Linked DNA regions of Mus musculus: region 2 is linked to region 1. The links are chromatin contacts, called in public Hi-C maps. All regions are on one chromosome and are shown on one strand. Each heading gives the region's core, a stretch centred on a gene start, on an enhancer-like site or on the middle of the called end of the contact. The rest is flanking DNA. Distances are from core to core; before and after follow the strand shown. Region 1 overlaps Borcs5 (BLOC-1 related complex subunit 5). Region 2 overlaps Lockd (lncRNA downstream of Cdkn1b).

Region 1 (3,192 bases), core at 454-2,953:
GTATCCCAGAGTACCTCAGCATTTCTTTCCCTTTGTTTTTGCTGAGACTTTGGTTCTCTGTAGTCAGACACTCATCTGCCTTCCATATAATGTGCAATGCTCATAACTGAAGTCTCCAAAATCTGCCAAATGTTGGCTATGGCCAGTCTCAACTCGTGTTCTGTGCCTCCTGTTGTGTCCACCCTGCTAGAATAATCCGTGTCTGACTTCCCTGAGACACTCCTCCTTCATCAGACAGCAGCCTAACCATCCTCTGTCCCTTATCAGAAGGAAGGGTTTGCTTCTTCCTTAGACTTTGGAAAATGTTTTCTGGATTAATTTGCATAGTTACACCTACTGTGAGTGGGAAATGATGTGGACCCCTAGACTTATCAGTCATGAGCAACCATCCAGTCTAGTTTATACTAGCTATAATATAATAGCTCCTGGCTGATGGCAGGGGTGGTATTACCAAATCCTTAGTCTGATGTCACCATCCCAGGTTCATTCTTCAGGCCAATGGTAGAGGAGTTTAGTGAGGTCTTTATCTCAACCACACCTGCAGTTGTTCTCTGGGTCGCAGGGGCAGTGCTCATGCTGTGAGATCCTCAGAGGGATTACAGAGCACTTAGCTAATCCGGGTTGCCACTGTGTAAGAATACCAGAATGTTATTTAACTTGTACAGACTTACTTTCCTTTCATCTCGGACATTGAAACAAGGAGTCCTAAAATGATAGCTCTGTGTGTTTGGAGGTTTTCATCTGTCTGACTGTCTTTCCCAATTTTTTCTCTGACTTTTGGGGCCCAGTACTTGATATTAGCCTTCCATCCCCAGGGTCTCAGTATTAGGCCTGGAGCTGAGAATTATAGTGAGTGTGAGACTCTGATGCATACATAGTTCCTGTCTAGCCTTCTGTCTTACGCCCACACACCCTGACTGAGCTCTTTCTTTCTCTTATTTGCTGCTGTCTACAGCCTTTTCAAGTCCAGGGAGGGGCATGATCTGCCAGATCGAACAGGTTTTGTTTAGGGTACTAACACAGGTTTTAAGATTTCTTTCTTAGTTAGACATAGCTCAGAAGGGAAGCCAGCATAAAGGGAAGCTGGGCAAGCCATAAAATAATAATTGGAACAGTGATGACGCCATTCAGATTCCCCAGCTGCTGGTATCTCTTCATTCTCTCAAAGACATGAGTAAATTGTGTTCCTTTACTGAAACACTTGGGTAGAGTATTTGAACAAAGGAAATGGGGTCATTTCAAAATGTCCAGTATGCGGTAATCAATGCCACTCAGCCTGTGGTGTAATTAATGGAAACACTGGCGACAGTCTGCCCATTGTTTGTCCTTGCACAACAGGAAGTGGCAGGGCACTAGAGAGCCCAAGGAGGTTTACGTAATGCAGAAGGAAGTGGCTAGAGCTCTGCTCAGCCTGGCTTTCTAACTCCAGCCTGTGGCTCACCTGAGCGCCTTCCTCGTCCTAGCACACAGAGACCATGCATTTTGTTGAGATCACCCTTTGAGTTTTGACCTTATTTAACAATAGATTTTTGTAAATGTTGTCCCGAGAAACTTACTTTTAGATCTTATACAATTATATTTTGTGGCTAGGCAGAACAAATTATGGAAAAGAAAATATGGTCAGCAGGCTTAACTGTGGACCTGCCTGGGACAGTGCTGTGGTGGCTCTTGGAGTCGGGAGATCTGGACTTGGGTGTTGGCTGTCCATGTCAGCTGGGTGACGTGAGGTGAACTGCCTATGACTCTGGAGCAGCCTTCCTCTATTAGAGGACATCTTGCAGGGCTCTCGGCTTTCCCTGCTTTGTGTGAGGTCCAGGTGGTGCCTGTCGGGTGAGGTGTGCAAAGAGATGCCAGCCCCGCAGTAGCCACTCAGAATGTCCATTTTAGATCTGGTAATGCATTACTTACTTTTTTTTTTTTTTTTTGGAAAAAGTAAATGCTGGTGTTTATGGTAGAAATCAAGTGTTTTCTTACTGGAAAACACTAAAAATTGGTATATAGATTCCTTCATTGGGGTTTTGAAAACCATTTGCTTGCTCTGACATTTGAATGAATGGATTCTATAAAGAAGAGGAGCAAAAGTTAAGTGGACGCGGCTGCCTTCGAGCTGCCTTACTGGGACAGGTTGGGTGACCTTGGGCGCATTTTTGTCTTTTCAGAATCCACTTCCCATGTTTAGCAGGAAAATGATACTTCCCTTGAGGAGTGTCATGGGACCTAAAGGTAAGGCGTGTAGAATGTACAGTCGTGTCTGCCATTTCCCGGATACTCAGGAGACAGTAGCTGTAACTTGCAAATTATCTGTCACACTTGTTAATATAATGAGCGAACCAGAGAATATTGTTTACTAGGCTCCATCTTCCAGGTCACTCTGTGGATGGCCAAAAGCGCCGGTCCCAACACTGTGTTTGCGTTTTCTGTAAATCAGCTTAGCTGCGACTTGCTGGAGTGAAGTTTTGTTCTTTAATTTCCAGAGTTAGAGTCTATGCGTGAGAATAAAAGGCTGGACCTTATTCTGAAAGCTGTTCTTGCAGCCTATTTAGAATGATGGTCTTCAGGACTTTCCTTGGGGAAACAAGGTCACTCCAGAATAGCAGTATGTGGTAACACACAGCATTCAGCCTGTAGTATAATTAATGAGAACATCTATCCACTGTCATTGTGCAAGAGAGAGTCATTCAGAAAAGAGAACGCTGAGTCTTCCGTGGGAATGGAAGGGGTGATCTAAAGGTAGACCAGAAGGCCGGAGAAAACTTAGGTGACCCAGAAAACTTGTGAGTTGAGCATGGCCCACTCCAGGCTTTCGGTGGTCTGAATCCCCATTAGACATGAAGCGGCAGTGTGACGTGAATAAAGAGGGGTTGATGGGCCATAATGGGTTGGCGTTGCATGACAGCGGGGCCACCTGTAGGAAACCTAATGACCAGGGTGGGTGTAGGATGGAGACCTTGACGGTGCCTCCAGTCAGGAGCGGAAGAGAAATAGCCTGACTGCAAATATCCTTTCGCTGTATATACATACATCAAACTGTCCTCCATAAGGATTCTTTTTTTTTTTTTTGGTTTTTGAGACAGGGTTTCTCTGTATAGCCTTGGCTGTCCTGGAACTCACTCTGCAGACCAGGCTGGCCTCGAACTCAGAAATCTGCCTGCCTCTGCCTCCCGAGTGCTGGGATTAAAGGTGTGCACCACC
Region 2 (3,192 bases), core at 393-2,892, 240 kb after region 1:
GGATCTCATTCCACCCTCTACACCTCAAGCGCGGTCTTTTTACACGACTTTGCCCCTAGACATAGACTTTTTGGCTCTGTCATCTGGGTTCTATAGCTCTGTCTTCTTTTCTTTTCTCTTTATCCCAAGCTTTTCTACTGATGCGCCAACCTCAGGTCTTGCCTGTTCTTCATTGATTTTTCTCTTAATATCTGGAGCTGGGGCATTCTCTGGTCTAGAGAGACTGAGTCTTCTACTTTGGCTTTAGCATTCATGATGCTGCTAATCTACTCTTCCACGGGATCAATTCTGTCTGACATATCCCCAGGTGTTTCACTTTTCACAGGCTCAGGTGACATGTATGTGTCTTTTGCTGGGAGCAGCCCTCGATTCTTTTAAGTAAGTGCAAGCTTTCCCCTGTTGCTTCCTGCTTTGGTGACACAGCTCAGCCCCCTGGTTCTCCAGACATTGGCATCTCTTGCAGATTTCCCTTCGAGGAGCAGGGAAGCATTGCTTAAAGTCATACATCTTACAGGGAAGTCACTGGAACATAGGGGATGGTACCCCACTTGGATTAGTATGGTAGTTGGCAGCAGGAACATGAGGCAGCAGGTGATATTGCCTTTGTAGTCAGGAACACAGAGAGGAAGATGAATAATGGTGTTCAGCTCACTTTTTCCTTTTTGCTTAATCTGGGACTCAGGTCCTCCATGAAGCTAGTGTCACTCACATTTAAGATTGTGTTGTGTGACAAAACTTTTCCAGGGGAAATGCAGCACACACATCTACTCACCCCACATAGGAAGCTGGTAACAGACCAAATTACAGATACCACCGAAGTCCAACTTGGTGAGTTTTATTGGGGTCACCTATAGGAATATGGGTGAGGAGTTACTTACAGGAGCAGAAATGACTGAAAGACAGCTGTGTCACTGAAGCCACTACAGGTGACACCTCACAAAGCTGGGAACCTGGAGCTCACCGCATAGCTTGCAGGCAGCTCACTAGGTTGGAGAATGTCCTTTCGAGTTGCCTCATTGGTCTAAACCTCTTCCAGACAGCTCTGTTAGTTTCTGCTTCTTCTAAGTAGCTGGTCTAGTCTCAGAGGATTCCTTGAAGTTTTGCTTGCCTGAGAGTCTTTGTAGTTCAGCTGAGCTTTTCTGAGAGGGAATCTCAGTTTTTATTGCTTATTCTGGCAGGGAGGGGCACAGTGAATTTTGTCAGTTTCAGGGACTTCCTGAAGTTTTTTTGAGTTGTTTATCTCCCTGCTTAAAGAGCTTCCCTGCTAGATGGAATGTTTCAATCTTGGTGTAAATTGTTACATAACAGGTGGCTCTTCTCATTTCAATGAACTCAGTCTTGTAACTATCACAGCTGTGCCCAGAGACAGAGTATCTCTTAGGTGCGCAATTGTTCCTCTTAATAGTCAACTTGGCAGACTCTAGAACCTCCTGGGAGATGGGCCACTGGGCATGCCTCTGGGTAATTGTTTTATATGTTAATTGGTGTGGGAAGACAAGGCACAATTCTCTAGGCAGAAGATCATGGGCCTCATAAGAGTAAAGAAATTGAGCTGAGCACTGGTGCACAAGCCTTCATCGTTGTCTGTTCCTGACTGTGGGTGAACTGTGGCCAGCAGACTCAGGCTCTTGCCTTTGTGACTTCCCTTCTATGAATGTTTATAGCTTGGCACTGTGAGCTAAAAATAAACCCATTTCTCTTCCCAGTTGCTTTAGGTAGGGTATTTTATCACAGCAACAGGAAACAAACCATGACAAAGTAATTCTAGATCTTGTCTAATTGACAGTGTATATATGTGTGCATGTATATACAAATTCTACCTATCTATTTATCTATCTATCTAGATATCTATCTATCTAGACAAAATCTCTTTCTACATGTCTCTGGCTGTCCAGGAACTCTCTATGTAGACTAAGATAGCCTTGAACTTACAGAGATCCGTTTACCTCTGTCTCCCGAGTATTGAGATTAAAGGCATGCATGATTATTCTCAGATTTATGTATAATTTTTAAGCATTTATTTGTGTGCACAGAGAGGTCAGAGGCCAACTTTCAGGAGTCAGTTCTCTCCTTCGAGTGGGTCCCGGGGTCAAACTCAGGAGCTTGGCGACTAGTGTATTATCTCTCTGAGCTATCAATGGCTCTCAGATTGACAGCATTAACTATGAAAGTCTCGAATAGTACACACTAGCTTCAAACTGGCCACAAAGCCATGGATGGTCTTGAACTCCTGATCCCTCCTACCTCTACCCCCAAGTTCCTCTACCTCCCCAGTACTGGGATTAAAGGAGTGTGCCATCATACCTCAATCTTGGTGATAGATTTTTCTTTTTTAAGGTCCCTGGTGTTTGGTAATTTTTTTTTGTAGTATTTTATTTATTGCTGACACAGTTTGGCCCAGAGAAGGATTTTAGATTTTTCTTCCTACATCTTTGCTCAGCTAAACACCATTGTTCAAGATCTCGAACCACCAGGGCATAAAACTGAAGTACTGAGGCCCCTTCCTAGTGTTTGGCCTTTAGAACACTTGCCTAATTCTCTGTAGTAATTACATTCCTGTCCATCTCCTCCAGCAGACTATTATGAGCACAATACACTAGTCATGTCGGAGATAACAGCCTGACCTCAGCGTGGCTGCAAAATGAAGCCACTTTTGGCTTTCCTAAGCCATCAGGTAACATCGTCACATGGTCTTCCTTTTCTAATGAGAGCCTAGATATTCACTGCTCATCCCGCACGAAGGGACTATTGCTTTCCTCGACTCCTGTGAGTATGTAGTTTGTGGCCATGAATTAGGAACTTAGCTTTCTTGGAAAATAACCTGAGCTGTGTCAGTGGAATGCATTGATGCCAGCAAGGAAATAGGAATCCTGGGACTGTGGCCAGAAGGAACCTATAAGTCATCTTGTCTAAAGTCCCTGCAGGAAATTACAAATTAGAATTCTCTCATCTGTAAATAGAAAGATTGGGCGAGTGACCTCGTGTACCCAATATTCTGTGATCCAGCTCAGGTCAGCCAAGTACAGGGTGGTAACTAAAGACTGGTCGGGTAATGGAAATGTAAAATGATTTTCCCCAGTGCACAGTGCTCTTGAGTAAGTCACGGAAGAGCTAGTCTCGCAGGAGGCATTCTCTGGTGTGCCAGCTGCGAAAGATCAAGGAATACAAGTTTGGGGATAATGTTACCAGTAA

The links. A called contact is a pair of places that touch in the nucleus more often than the background predicts.
Region 2: a contact with region 1 is called in a Hi-C map of regulatory T cells, with 4 times the contacts expected there. The contact joins two enhancer-like sites. A contact is called at or near these places in 4 of 484 Hi-C or Micro-C datasets (the G1E-ER4 cell line, embryonic stem cells, nephron progenitors and 1 more), 1 of 115 datasets of contacts at active chromatin or transcription factors (pancreatic cancer cells) and 1 of 9 other capture datasets (adipose tissue).

What each region holds. Positions count from the first base shown.
Region 1 is chr6:134,699,713-134,702,904 of GRCm38.p6, forward strand. The region is part of intron 3 of Borcs5 (BLOC-1 related complex subunit 5); the gene reads left to right. Among named protein-coding and RNA genes, the nearest start is that of Gm36328, 53 kb to the right of the region's middle. Within about 2 kb of position 1,704, at least 183 of the 459 cell types and tissues checked have an H3K27ac peak or open chromatin away from gene starts, as enhancers often do. A contact at or near this core is called in regulatory T cells, where this site is marked.
Region 2 is chr6:134,941,064-134,944,255 of GRCm38.p6, forward strand. The region is part of intron 1 of Lockd (lncRNA downstream of Cdkn1b); the gene reads left to right. Among named protein-coding and RNA genes, the nearest start is that of Lockd, 14 kb to the left of the region's middle. Within about 2 kb of position 1,643, at least 16 of the 459 cell types and tissues checked have an H3K27ac peak or open chromatin away from gene starts, as enhancers often do. A contact at or near this core is called in regulatory T cells, where this site is marked.